Regions from separate parts of the Mus musculus genome. Here all the other regions are linked to region 4. Evidence: chromatin contacts called from public ChIA-PET and HiChIP or PLAC-seq data. All regions are on one chromosome and are shown on one strand. The core of a region is the stretch at or near the end of the contact, and the rest is flanking DNA. Distances in the headings are between cores, read along the strand shown.

The links. ChIA-PET counts read pairs in DNA pulled down with a chosen protein or histone mark. HiChIP or PLAC-seq counts read pairs in DNA pulled down with a chosen protein or histone mark.
Region 1: a contact with region 4 is called in an H3K27ac HiChIP or PLAC-seq map of embryonic stem cells, with 8 read pairs. The contact joins the enhancer-like site here to the promoter of 4930594M22Rik in region 4. A contact is called at or near these places in 2 of 39 promoter capture datasets (the 3T3-L1 cell line and cranial neural crest), 1 of 484 Hi-C or Micro-C datasets (bone marrow-derived macrophages), 13 of 115 datasets of contacts at active chromatin or transcription factors (the 230-238 cell line, the SCID.adh cell line, bone marrow-derived macrophages and 8 more) and 1 of 9 other capture datasets (liver).
Region 2: a contact with region 4 is called in an H3K4me3 HiChIP or PLAC-seq map of the 230-238 cell line, with 13 read pairs. The contact joins the enhancer-like site here to the promoter of 4930594M22Rik in region 4. A contact is called at or near these places in 4 of 39 promoter capture datasets (cranial neural crest, embryonic stem cells, hippocampal neurons and 1 more), 1 of 484 Hi-C or Micro-C datasets (bone marrow-derived macrophages), 12 of 115 datasets of contacts at active chromatin or transcription factors (the 230-238 cell line, bone marrow-derived macrophages, embryonic basal ganglia and 5 more) and 3 of 9 other capture datasets (adipose tissue, embryonic stem cells and liver).
Region 3: a contact with region 4 is called in an RNA polymerase II ChIA-PET map of memory CD8 T cells, with 91 read pairs. The contact joins the enhancer-like site here to the promoter of 4930594M22Rik in region 4. A contact is called at or near these places in 1 of 39 promoter capture datasets (embryonic stem cells), 1 of 15 datasets of contacts at CTCF or cohesin (large pre-B cells), 5 of 484 Hi-C or Micro-C datasets (CD4 T cells, CD8 T cells and Th17 cells), 4 of 115 datasets of contacts at active chromatin or transcription factors (T-cell acute lymphoblastic leukemia, embryonic stem cells, large pre-B cells and 1 more) and 3 of 9 other capture datasets (adipose tissue, embryonic stem cells and liver).

Annotation. Positions count from the first base shown.
Region 1 is chr14:122,254,416-122,257,115 of GRCm38.p6, reverse strand. The region is part of intron 1 of Clybl (citrate lyase beta like); the gene reads right to left. Among named protein-coding and RNA genes, the nearest start is that of 1700108J01Rik, 22 kb to the right of the region's middle. Within about 2 kb of position 1,450, at least 28 of the 459 cell types and tissues checked have an H3K27ac peak or open chromatin away from gene starts, as enhancers often do. A contact at or near this core is called in embryonic forebrain, embryonic limb bud, embryonic stem cells and 1 more, where this site is marked.
Region 2 is chr14:122,159,639-122,162,338 of GRCm38.p6, reverse strand. No RefSeq gene overlaps it. Among named protein-coding and RNA genes, the nearest start is that of Clybl, 21 kb to the left of the region's middle. Within about 2 kb of position 1,253, at least 13 of the 459 cell types and tissues checked have an H3K27ac peak or open chromatin away from gene starts, as enhancers often do. A contact at or near this core is called in the 230-238 cell line and pro-B cells, where this site is marked.
Region 3 is chr14:122,062,511-122,065,317 of GRCm38.p6, reverse strand. No RefSeq gene overlaps it. Among named protein-coding and RNA genes, the nearest start is that of Timm8a2, 29 kb to the right of the region's middle. Within about 2 kb of position 1,452, at least 71 of the 459 cell types and tissues checked have an H3K27ac peak or open chromatin away from gene starts, as enhancers often do. A contact at or near this core is called in CD8 T cells and memory CD8 T cells, where this site is marked.
Region 4 is chr14:122,911,618-122,914,317 of GRCm38.p6, reverse strand. 4930594M22Rik (RIKEN cDNA 4930594M22 gene) reads right to left here and starts at 1,288. Exons shown (of 2, transcript NR_155287.1): 1 at 1,026-1,288. It overlaps Ggact (gamma-glutamylamine cyclotransferase), which reads left to right and starts at 1,153. Exons shown (of 3, transcript NM_145466.2): 1 at 1,153-1,217.

The sequences.
Region 1 (2,700 bases), core at 201-2,700, 660 kb after region 4:
CAAATATGCTAATACAGATAAAAATATAATCCACCAAGTCCAACTTGTCATATGCAAAATTATTTTAATGACATATTTGAAAAGTGTCAGTGTGTTCCGCTGCCAAGAAGGCAATACATTTAAGGCAAGCTTACAAAGTATATGAAATCACAGACTGTAATACCCTGTGACTATCTTGATTTTAAAAATTCAGTTTACAAATATATACCAATATTTTTCTCACGTTTAATCAGTCCCCTACTGCTTCAGCATAAGAGTTAAAATAACCTAAACAGCTTCTTGAAGCACACAGCAAGTCTGTTACATGGATCTGGGAAACGACCACAAAAAAAAAAAAAAAAAAAAAAAAGAAGAAGAAAAATAATTAGTCAAAAACCATACGAAACAGTATAAGGCATAGTTCCTAGGTTCTAGGAACTGATCATTTTTTCCTGGGAAAATTTTACTTTAAAGCAACTCTAAATGAAAATGCATATAATTAAGGGAGCGACCATCGCTTCAAACAGATTGACTGTCTTTAACAAGCTTCTCTCCTTCTAGCTACTCAGATATGCTATATTTCCTAATTATCACCTTTTAAGGGCCATCTGGGCCCATTCCTCCCCATCAGGGGGCAATTCCATTTGCATTGTTCCTGGGCTTAGTCATGATCAAGCAGTCTGGTGGTAAAGTTCATTAGAAATGAGAACAGACGCATTCAACCCAACACAGTAAACCAGGTATGGGATCCTCAGTGCCCGCAGGAGAGATGAGAAACACACATTCGCGTTCCCAGAGACCTAACGAGTCTTTACCACACATTTTATCCAAGTGATTCAAGAGCACTTTCAGCCTGACCAGGTACGGAATGAAAACTTGATTAAGCCTCCTCACACGGGCAAACGTATTTCTCAATTAAGGCAAGAGAACTAGAGTCCCTTATGTCTTTCGGCTGAAAAGTCTATTAAAACCCCTTTAATGGTCCCCTCATTCAGACCGCCATTCACAAGCAGTATACTACTTCCTGTAGAGAACACACAAGAATTATCCTAATTGTTATTCTCCACGAAGTGAACGCACATTACAGGAAGAAGCGTGTCCGACCCACAGACTGATGCCGACTTAACTACGGGTTTCAAAAAGTCATTCCCCCTTTGTCTTTGTCAGGGACCATCCCATATATTCTCAAGCTCCCTTGTTTGTTGTCTTGGCCCACGGATGTGTTGGCCAGTCTGGCAGCTGCTCCACCATAGAGCTGATTATAAAAAAGAGCGGCTAATTCAGGGCAGACCCGTGGAAGGTTCCCGCTTTCCTCCAAAGGTCTAACACATAAAACTCAGGAAATCGTTACCTGCCTCATCTTGCAATTTCTGCGCCTGGCTTGCAAAGGCCCTCTTAATCCTAGATGCCAGTCTCAGGAACTGGAGGAGGCTGGCGCCCCGCTGAGCACCACAGCCTCTTCAGCTACACCTTAGTCTTGCAAATGTCGACAGCTGCAGCCGGGCCCTAATCTATGCAAGGCAGGTGTAGCCCTGGGCTCTCTACGAGTGACCCTTTGGAGCTATTAGGGCTGGCGAGTTAAGGGGTTACTGTTCAAAAGAACTCTTCTGAGCCCCCTCGTTACTGAGGCCACTAAGCTTTTACGGAACAAGGGCTTGGTTCCTGTTTGTACCTTTACCCAGGTCGCCTCTGTCATCCTAGCTGGGGGAGTCAAATTGGCAGGAGTTCATCCTCAACTAATGTTATGTGGGTGAGAAAAAAAAAAAATGGTTCTATGGAATGTTTATCTGTGTTTTTAAAACTTCTCCCAAAGGCCAGATGGTTCAGCGGTTAGCCACACAGAGGACCCAGATTCTGTTCCCAGAACACATGTGGCGGCTCATGGCCATCTTTAACTTCAGTTTTAGGGGACCCGATGCCCACTTCTGTCCTCCCTGGCACTAGGTATGCAAGAGATGTATAGAACTTTGTGCAGGCAAAACACCCATACATAAATAAAAGTTGTATTTTGCTTTTTATTTTTGAGATTATAATACACAAACCAATTGAAATTACTTTTTGGTTCGGTTTGGTTTTCTGAGACAGCCCTGGCTGCCCTGGAACTGACTCTATAGACCAGGCTGGCCTCGGACTCATAGAGATTCTCCTGCCTCTGCCTCCCAAGGGCTAGAATTAAAAGTGTATGCCACCATCACCCAGCTTTAAAATAAGTTTAAAAAGTTTAATCACCTGGCGATTCTTCTACTTATTTATTTTATATATATGAGTGCTCTGTCTGCATGTACTCCTCCGTGCCAGACAGAAGAGGGCATCAGATCCTGTTAGAGGCGGTTGTGAGCCACCCTGTGGTTGCTGGGAATTGAACTCAGAAAAGCAGCCAGTGCTTTTTCTAAGCCATCTCTCTAGCCCCAATCACATGTCTTTTTAATTTTAATATACGTACAGATGTTTGTCTCTGTGTGTGTTTCTTTTAAGTTTTTTTTTTTAATAATTTATTTATTGATTATATGTAAGTACACTGTAGCTGTCTTCAGACACCAGAAGAGGGCATCAGATCTCATTATGGATGGTTGTGAGCCACCATGTGGTTGCTGGGATTTGAACTCTGGACCTTCGGAAGAGCAGTCGGGTGCTCTTACCCACTGAGCCATCTCACCAGCCCTCTTTTAAGTTTTTGTTTGCTTGTTTAACATAAAACAAAATACACCCTTACCCTAAACC
Region 2 (2,700 bases), core at 4-2,503, 750 kb after region 4:
TTGTCAACTTGACTATATCTGGAATGAACGACAATCCAGAACTAGAGGGCTCACCTGTGATCCAGATCTTGAGACCGGAAGACACGTTTCTGACCTGGATCTTGGCATGAAGATCTTGAGGCATCATGACCATGAAAAGCTTAAGCCCAGGGAAGGTAGTACACGCCTTTAGTCCCAGGAGACTGAGGCAAGGAGATATCTTGTTTGTCAGCCTAGGACAAAACAAGTCCCAGATCCAGGCATGATGGTACACACCTTTAATCTGGGCTACACCTTCTGCTTGAGACCTCCATAAGGACGTTGGAAGAAGGAAGGTTTGCTCTTTGCTTGCATTTACTTGCCAGGACATCTATTAGAATCCACTTCTACGGAAGACCAGCTGAAACAACTAGCCTCATGGAACTGACCAACTACTAGATCCTTGGACTTCCCGTTCACAGCTGACCATTGTTGGGGTGGTTGGACTACAGACTGTAAGTCATCATAACAAGCTCCCTTAATACAGAGAAAGTCCGCCGGGCGTGGTGGCACACGCCTTTAATCCAGCACTTGAGAGGCAGAGGCAGGCGGATTTCTGAGTTCGAGGCCAGCCTGGTCTACAAAGTGAGTTCCAGGACAGTCAGGGATACAGAGAAACCCTGTCTTGAAAAACCAAAAATATAAAAAAAGTAAATAAATAAAAAAAATACAGAGACATTCCATAAGTTCTGTAGCTCTAGCCCTAATACAGTAGGCATATTTCAAAACAGCAAGGAAAAGCATTGAAGACAAAGAAAACAATGAGGGACAAGGAAGAGTCTCTGAGAGACAGCAGACAGCCTGAAAGATTTGGCAAACTTCACGCAATGCTGGGCATGAAGATGGACTGCAAAGATTCACAACAGTGCTCAGACAGCCACACAAAATGGCTACATTAGAGAAGACCTAGGGAGAAAAAAAGGAATGCGGCAAGCATACCAGCAGGAACACCCCTCACTCAGCTGTCCCCAGGTCCTTACAAATGTGTGGTTCTCTTCACAAAAGCTTTTAGACAGGATAACTCAGGGGCTCCCACCACCCAGAAAGGGTCTACAAGTAATGTGGGTTCACTAGCACGGTCACCAGGTCCTTAGAGGGAGATCTTCAGCTCACCCCTGCAGTCAGCTTTCCCCACTGCCCTTCATTAGTTCCTTGCCATCTTCTCTTCACAAAGATCCCTCAGTGGTTTGGGAGGGTAGAGAGGACTATATATGATGCAACCTCATATTCTGGTCTTGATCTCACAGGAATCCTTTTGTTTCAACTCCCCAATGGCTGGGTCAAGCATGATTGACCATGCCTGCCCTTCTTCCCCACCCCCAAATTATTTTATGTACATTGGTGTTTTGACTGCATGTATGTCTGTGTGAGGGTGTTAGATCCCCTGGAACTGGAGTTTACTGATAGTGGTTGCTGGGAATTGAAACTGAGTCCTCTGGAAGAGCAGCCAGTGCTTTTTACCATGGAGCCAGCTCTCCAGCACCACCAACCCTCTAACTTTTTTAAAGGTTTATATTTATCTGTTTATGCGCATGAGTGCAGGTGTCTGCAGAGGCCAGAGGAAGGATCTACAACAGGTGGTTGTGAGCCATCTCTTCTCCTTCAAATTTTCTTGCAATACTTTTACGAGTTAAACATTTGTAATCTGAAAACCTAAACTCCAAATTGTATGTGTGTATGTGTGTAGTGTGTGTGTGTGTATGCTAGGAACCTAAACGAGGGCCTCAGTGCATGTTGGGCAAGCACTCCACCATTAAGCTCCCCACAACCCCCAACTCAGAACTTCAAACTTTTACAACACTTACATTCTGTTCCCAAGCACTCTAGACAGAGGATACTAGACCTATGTATTTCATTTCTTTCCTCGAGTGTGTGTGTGGAATGTGGCTGGTTTATAAAGAACAAAGGAAGACCAAAACAGCTAGTCAACTGTATTGAATCCTGATTGTTCACTGTAGCAAAGCTGAAGCAAACTTTGCACCAATTAAGATCAACCTGGCTTCTGAATGGAGAGCTTGCAGATCAGGCCAGGTTTGGTCAACTGGCCTATTCAAAGGTACCAGTTACAGTGCAAAGAAGAGAGCAGTACTGAGAACTTTTAAGTACACTAAAGCTTCTCTGAGCCTCAAAACCAACAGGCTGCTTGGTTGTGAAACAGGGTCTCAATATACATATTGTACATTAGTAACCCTGACCAGCCTGTCTCCAGTGTTCTGTGCCTCACTTTCCCAGGCTGGGATTCAAATGTGCACCTGGCCCAACTGTTGTGGAAAATCTCTTCAATGTGAGGTAATCTTAGCTCAGTTTAAAGTACGTGTCTGATCTTTTCTTGTAAGCAGGTGAAAGTGAAGCCATCAATAAAAGGTGTTTTGATGAAGATCTGTCTGACACCACTGTCATCTGTCAGCTTTCCATATGAACTGGTTCAAACTTGCCAGATGTAAGAAAGTTATTAGTGAGCTCCTAATCTAGGACAAGAATTATTTGTGAAACCCACTGCAATCATGAGGTAACAAATGCTAATGTGCAGACCAGAGAGCCTAACTCATGCTGTGTGCAAGGACAGGGTTGAGTCTGTAATCCAGGGGGGCCTCCAATTCACTGTGCAGCCCAGAGGGACACACATCATCCTTACGCCTCACCTTCCAAATTAGAGGTATTACAAAGGTGTGCTCCTATACC
Region 3 (2,807 bases), core at 203-2,702, 850 kb after region 4:
TGTGTGTGTGTGTGTGTGTGTGTGTGTGAGTGTGTGTGTTTTCAGATACACTTGCTTGGGATTCACTAGACGCCAACTGTCCTCTGTCGCTCTCCACTGTACTTCCTGACCCGGGGTCTCTCACTGAACCTGGAGCTCACTGCTTCAGCTACACTGGCAGGTGAGGCCCTGGGATCAGTCTTTTCCCTCCTCCAGTGCTGGGGTCCAGGCACCAGGCACTCACTGCACATGGCTTGGGCAGCAAGCACTTTACCCACGGAACCACTGCCCCAGCTCTGTTCTTTGTGTATCTGCACACTGCCCACTGTTCTACAGAACTTAGAAATTACAGGTAGCTCCAGCTAGAGGATATTTTGGTTTAAAACAACTTCAGTACCAAATGCTCATGCGATCACTGGGGAAAATGGTAGGAAATATTTAGTTCAACAAGTAAACAGGATAGCAGGCTTGAAGATGATTCCACATTTTGATCACAGTGCATTCTAAGAGTAACCTGAATTGAGAGAGGACGTTTCTGTATCTGTGCCTGAGTGAAACGCAGTAGAAGAGGTTGAAGTACCAGTCTTTGCACAGGTCCTCTGGTGCCCTCTTCTGATCAGATGTGGTACTGAAGCCCAGGCTGAAGTGGGTGGGCCCCTTGGGGTTTTGTAAGGGTCCCCCTCCCAAAAGGCCACACTTCTGTTAAACCTTCTGCAAGCAGACTAAGGACTTGGTCAGAACCTCATGACTGTGAGGAGATGAAATGTTGCAAAGTTATCTTGGGCTAGCTTTGGCCCCTGTAGTTGCTACTCATTGCAGATCTGTCTGACATAACACTCTTGTGACCTTCCAGTGTAGCCTTTGGGATGCATGAACAGACCACAAGCCTACATTGTCCCTAAGGTTGAGAATGTGACAGAGCATGCAGCGCTCCCTTCAGCATGGTGAGACCCACAGCAGACATGTCCCCATTTTGCTGTAACACAGGTAAACATGCCTCCACCAATGGATTTGGAAGAGCTTTAGGGGTTTTTCCTGTACTTATAAGAACATGCCATGTATGAACAGTATTTGGGGCAACTTGAATCCATCTTCACAGGCCTTAGTCATGCATTTTGCCTTCAGAATTAACTACTTCTTATTCCCTTTGAGGTGAGAACTGTACTGTGTGTGGATAGAGTTCTGGTAAAGCCAGCGGGACATTTCCTTGGAATAATGTTTGTAAATGCCTAAAGTAAAGCAAAGAGTGGATGAATTACTGTATGGAAATACAGAGACACTAGCACTGGAGTGCAGAATAAACGTGTTTGTGATTTAATAACTTATTAAACAATTAGTAAATTATAATTTCAAAGTTATGAGACATTAAACATAAAAAAGGAGAAATGTTCAGATCTCTATAGCAATGGCAATCTGTATGTAAACACCTGTGGTTTTTGCCAGCGGAAAAGCAGTAGAGGATGTGTTGAGGAAGTTCTCACAGCTGCCAATAACAATACACCACAAACAGGGTGGCTTAAAGTGAGATTTTCATGCTCCTGCTCGCCTGGGAGATGAAGTTCTAAACTCTAGGTGTAGTCAGGACCATGCTCTCTCCAGGGCTCCTGTTTCATCCAGCTTCCGGTGAGCCTGGGATTTCCATGGCTCATGGCTAGACTACTCCATCTTTGCTTCTGTCTTCATGGACTTGTCTATATAGCTTTCATTATGACACGGGACATCCTGAACGGTACCCAGGGAACAGCTATTTCAAGGCAATAAGCATTCACTGTGGTCACTGTGTCCTGCTGTGATCAGAGAGGATGCCCTCGCTGCTGAGCAGGATCCAGACAGCATTGTCAGGTAGCATGGTGCTTTGTGCGATCAACCCCAGGCTTCTAGCATTCCAGAGATCAAGGCAAAGCAGAGACATTTAGATAGGAAGAGTATCTTGTACTGAGGCTTGTAGAACTTGGTTTGGGTCTAGGATGTTGGGAGAATGAGAACCATCAAGACAAATATCAGATGTCAGGAACAGAATAAGATGAAATAAAACCCCAGAAAGATGTTTGATACATAGCTTAAAAGTTGCACTATTTTATTAAGTACACACACACAGAGCCACCTTGGCCATTGTAACATAAGCTAGGGTCATATGAAGAAGAGAACCTCGGTGGGAAAATGCTTCCACAATACTGGCCCATAGGCAACCCTAGGCATTTTCTTGAGTAGTGATTGATGTCGGAAGGCCCAGTCCACAGTGGACAGTGCCACCTTCAGCAGGCAGTCCAGAGATGTCTACGAAAGCAGGCTGAGCCCGTCATGAGGAGGGAGCCAGAGAGCAGCATTTCTTCAGTTCGTGCTTCTAGGTTCCGGCCCTACTCAGTGACTATAAAGTGCAAGATGAAATAAACCTTTTCCTCTCCAGGTTGGGTTGGGTCAGAATTTTTATCACAACAACTTCTCAAGAGGCACACACCACAGTGCTTTACTTTTGACGTAGGTGTTTGAGATTTGAATTTCAATTTTGGATGGCAAGTGAACCTTACTTACTCACTGAGCCACCTGTCCAGCCTGAAGAATTAAAAAAAAATTTTTTTTTTACTTTTTTGTTTTATGTGTATGACTTTTGGCTGTGTGTACATGGGCGCATCGTATGCATGACTGGTGCCAACAGAGGGCAGGAGAGGGCATCGGATCCCAGGAACTAGAGTCATGGGTAGTCGTGAACTGCTGTACCAATATGGAGAATGGTGCTCAGGACCCCTGGGTGAACAGCAAAGGGCTCTTAAGTGCTGACCTATCTCTCTCTCCAGCACTAACACTTCCCCCACCCCTGGTGGAGGCGG
Region 4 (2,700 bases), core at 39-2,538:
TGAGATTGTGGTAAAGGAGTAACTTCAAGCATACTTAGACCCTTAACCTTCTTCTTCAACGATTTAGTTTTGTAAATTAGCTTGCCGCATTATGAGTGGCTCTGAGACTTTCGTAGTACTGCTTTGTTCTTCTCTCCATGCCTCCTTCCCTCATCCCTGCCCATCTTTGATGTCATGTGTAATCCTATTACTCCCTGTTTCTCCCCTTCCCAGGCCCTCCTTTAAGACCCCATTTTCCTTCTCATGGTCCTCTTTCTATAAAATTGGTGGTTTATAAATGTGATGATTGTTCAGGGTTCTTGTAGACTTGGACATCTATTTAAAATACAACCACTTCAGCATCATTTGATGCTACGTGAAAACCAAGAATATAACACGATTTCAAGTACTCCACATACACAAAGTCAAAGGGATGGGAAATGATGAAAGGAAAAGCAGTAGTCATATAGTTAATTTGGGTCTCGATGAGGAGACAATGGGTCTCTAGTCTCACCATCTCTGTGACGTTGCTTTCACATCCCGATAGGGACATATAGAACTCTCCAGCATCACGCCTGCCTGCATTCTGCCATAGGAACATCCTTCCATGATAAAGATCTCTAGAGAAAAAATTGCCCTCAGCTTTTGGTTCTCATACATCTTATGTCCTAAGGGTAGGATGTAGGGGAAAGCTAGTTCTTCCATTAGCTCCTAAACAAGTTTTATTTTAAAAAGAGTTGGTAAGTAGGCAGAATTGCTACAGTTACCTGTATCCCGTAGGGATATGTACGAGCAGATGCGATGCCTTAATTGTCCTGTGGAGCCTTCCTCAGATCTGAGTTTAGCATCACCTCAGTGTCTATGTGAAGGGGTGAGTCTCTCTGAAGTAGTGAATCTTAGGCGTGTTTGGGTCTAACGTGGAGTCAAAGCATGTGTGATGTAGAGCTGAACCTGGTGGGAGCAGTCGAGCCCGTGTCTGGTGGTGGGAGTGGTGGTGGGGAGCTTGCTTGCTTGCATTTCGGAGGAATGTGGCTTCGGGTTCTTACCTGCGCGGTTCCGGCACATGGGGAGTGGCGTGCGCGCTGCCAGGTGCGCTCCGTGGCGCTGCCGGGGCGGGCGGAGCGGCGAGAGACCAGCAGGAGCGCCGCCCGGGGCGGTTTGGTTGCGACACCCGCCCAGCTGGGCATTTCCGCTCCGTGGTCCGGGCGCGCTCCTCGTGATTCCCCCGACCGCTGCAGGTGAGGCGCCGAGGCGGGCTGGGACTGGGAGCCTGGGGGCGGCTTAGGGACTCTGTCACCAGCCAGCGAATGTCCGCTAGCGTCCCGGCGTATGGGTCTGCCTGGCGGAACGCGCTGGGCGGAGCGCGCATTTGACCCCCCACCCCCACCCCGGAAAGCTGCCCGGGCGGCCCGTGCTGTGACTGCTACCGGAGCGGAGCTGATGCTTGCTCTCGCGGGACAGACAGCTCCAACAGGTAGCTTAAGATCCTAAGGGAATGTGGCTAGCGGTTTTCAAAAGAAATGTTTTTTTAATTTTACTTTAGGAGTCACTTATGTGTGAAGAGTCCAAAACCTGAAAAAGAATCCTAAACCAACTTCTGTTGGTCCGTTTCACATCTGGATTTCCTTTGGAACCAGTAGTAAAACGCCTGGAACTTTGGCGATCCATCCCTTTGATTCTATCCGTGGTTATTATTGCTGTTTAACTCTAATCAACGAGTTATAACGTTACAGCCTCGCTTAAAACCCATTTGAGGTGTGCGTGTATTTTAACTTAGCTTAACTCCAAGCTCATTTATTTATGTTAAAAGATTTCTTCTAATTGAAGTCTTTCTCCTGGTCTGTTTCCTGTAACTGAAGTGCTTGCTAAGTGAGGAACTCTGCAGTTTGGCCTCATTTTCCTGAACCTTCTCTGAGAAGTCCCTGAGTAAGCAGGCCAGACTTCAACAATAGAGGGCATTTTTCTCTAAAAGCTAGTTTGCAAAGTTAATTGGTGGATTTTTTTTTTTTTTGTACTGAACCTTTTATTTAAACTAGTGAACTTACAAACCATGTCCTTAGCATGCAAAAGGCCCAAGATTGGCTCTCCAGCACTGGAAAATAAGCAGACCAAGTTGGGATTAGGAATGTGGCTCAGTGGTAGAATTCACCCTTCTGTGTGAAGTGGTGAGCTGGACTGACGTCTGTCTGTGGTGGTCATTAGTGGATGGCAGTGTGTGGTACAGAACCAAAACCAAAACCAAAACCCTGCAAAGGTTAATTTTTTTTAAGTACAGGATCAAGCCAGGTGTGGTGGCTTATGTCTGTGATTCCAGCACTCAGAACGCTAAAGCAGACCATCCTGGGATATGCAAGATCTTACATCAAAAAAATATCAAAACCAAAACAAATAAAAGTTTCTTCTTTATCTAGTAAGAACTTTTGAGAGCTCCAGTTCTGTCTGTCAAAGCTTGAAAAGGAGTCATGGGATGACTCTTTATTGGCCTTGGCCAGGGTCTTGTTAGGGGAGAGGACCCTCTGCCCTACAGACTAGTGCTGTCATGTTTGAAGAGGGACATGGTCCATGGGAAGGTAGCAATAGGAAGACGACATCAAATGATCTTAGCAGCCTTCTCTAGAACATTCCCCATCTGAAGCCAGTAAATACTGGAAATTTTATTTGGAGACTCTGAGCTAACAATAACCACCCAGCATCTTGACTAACACTCATCCTTCAGTCAAA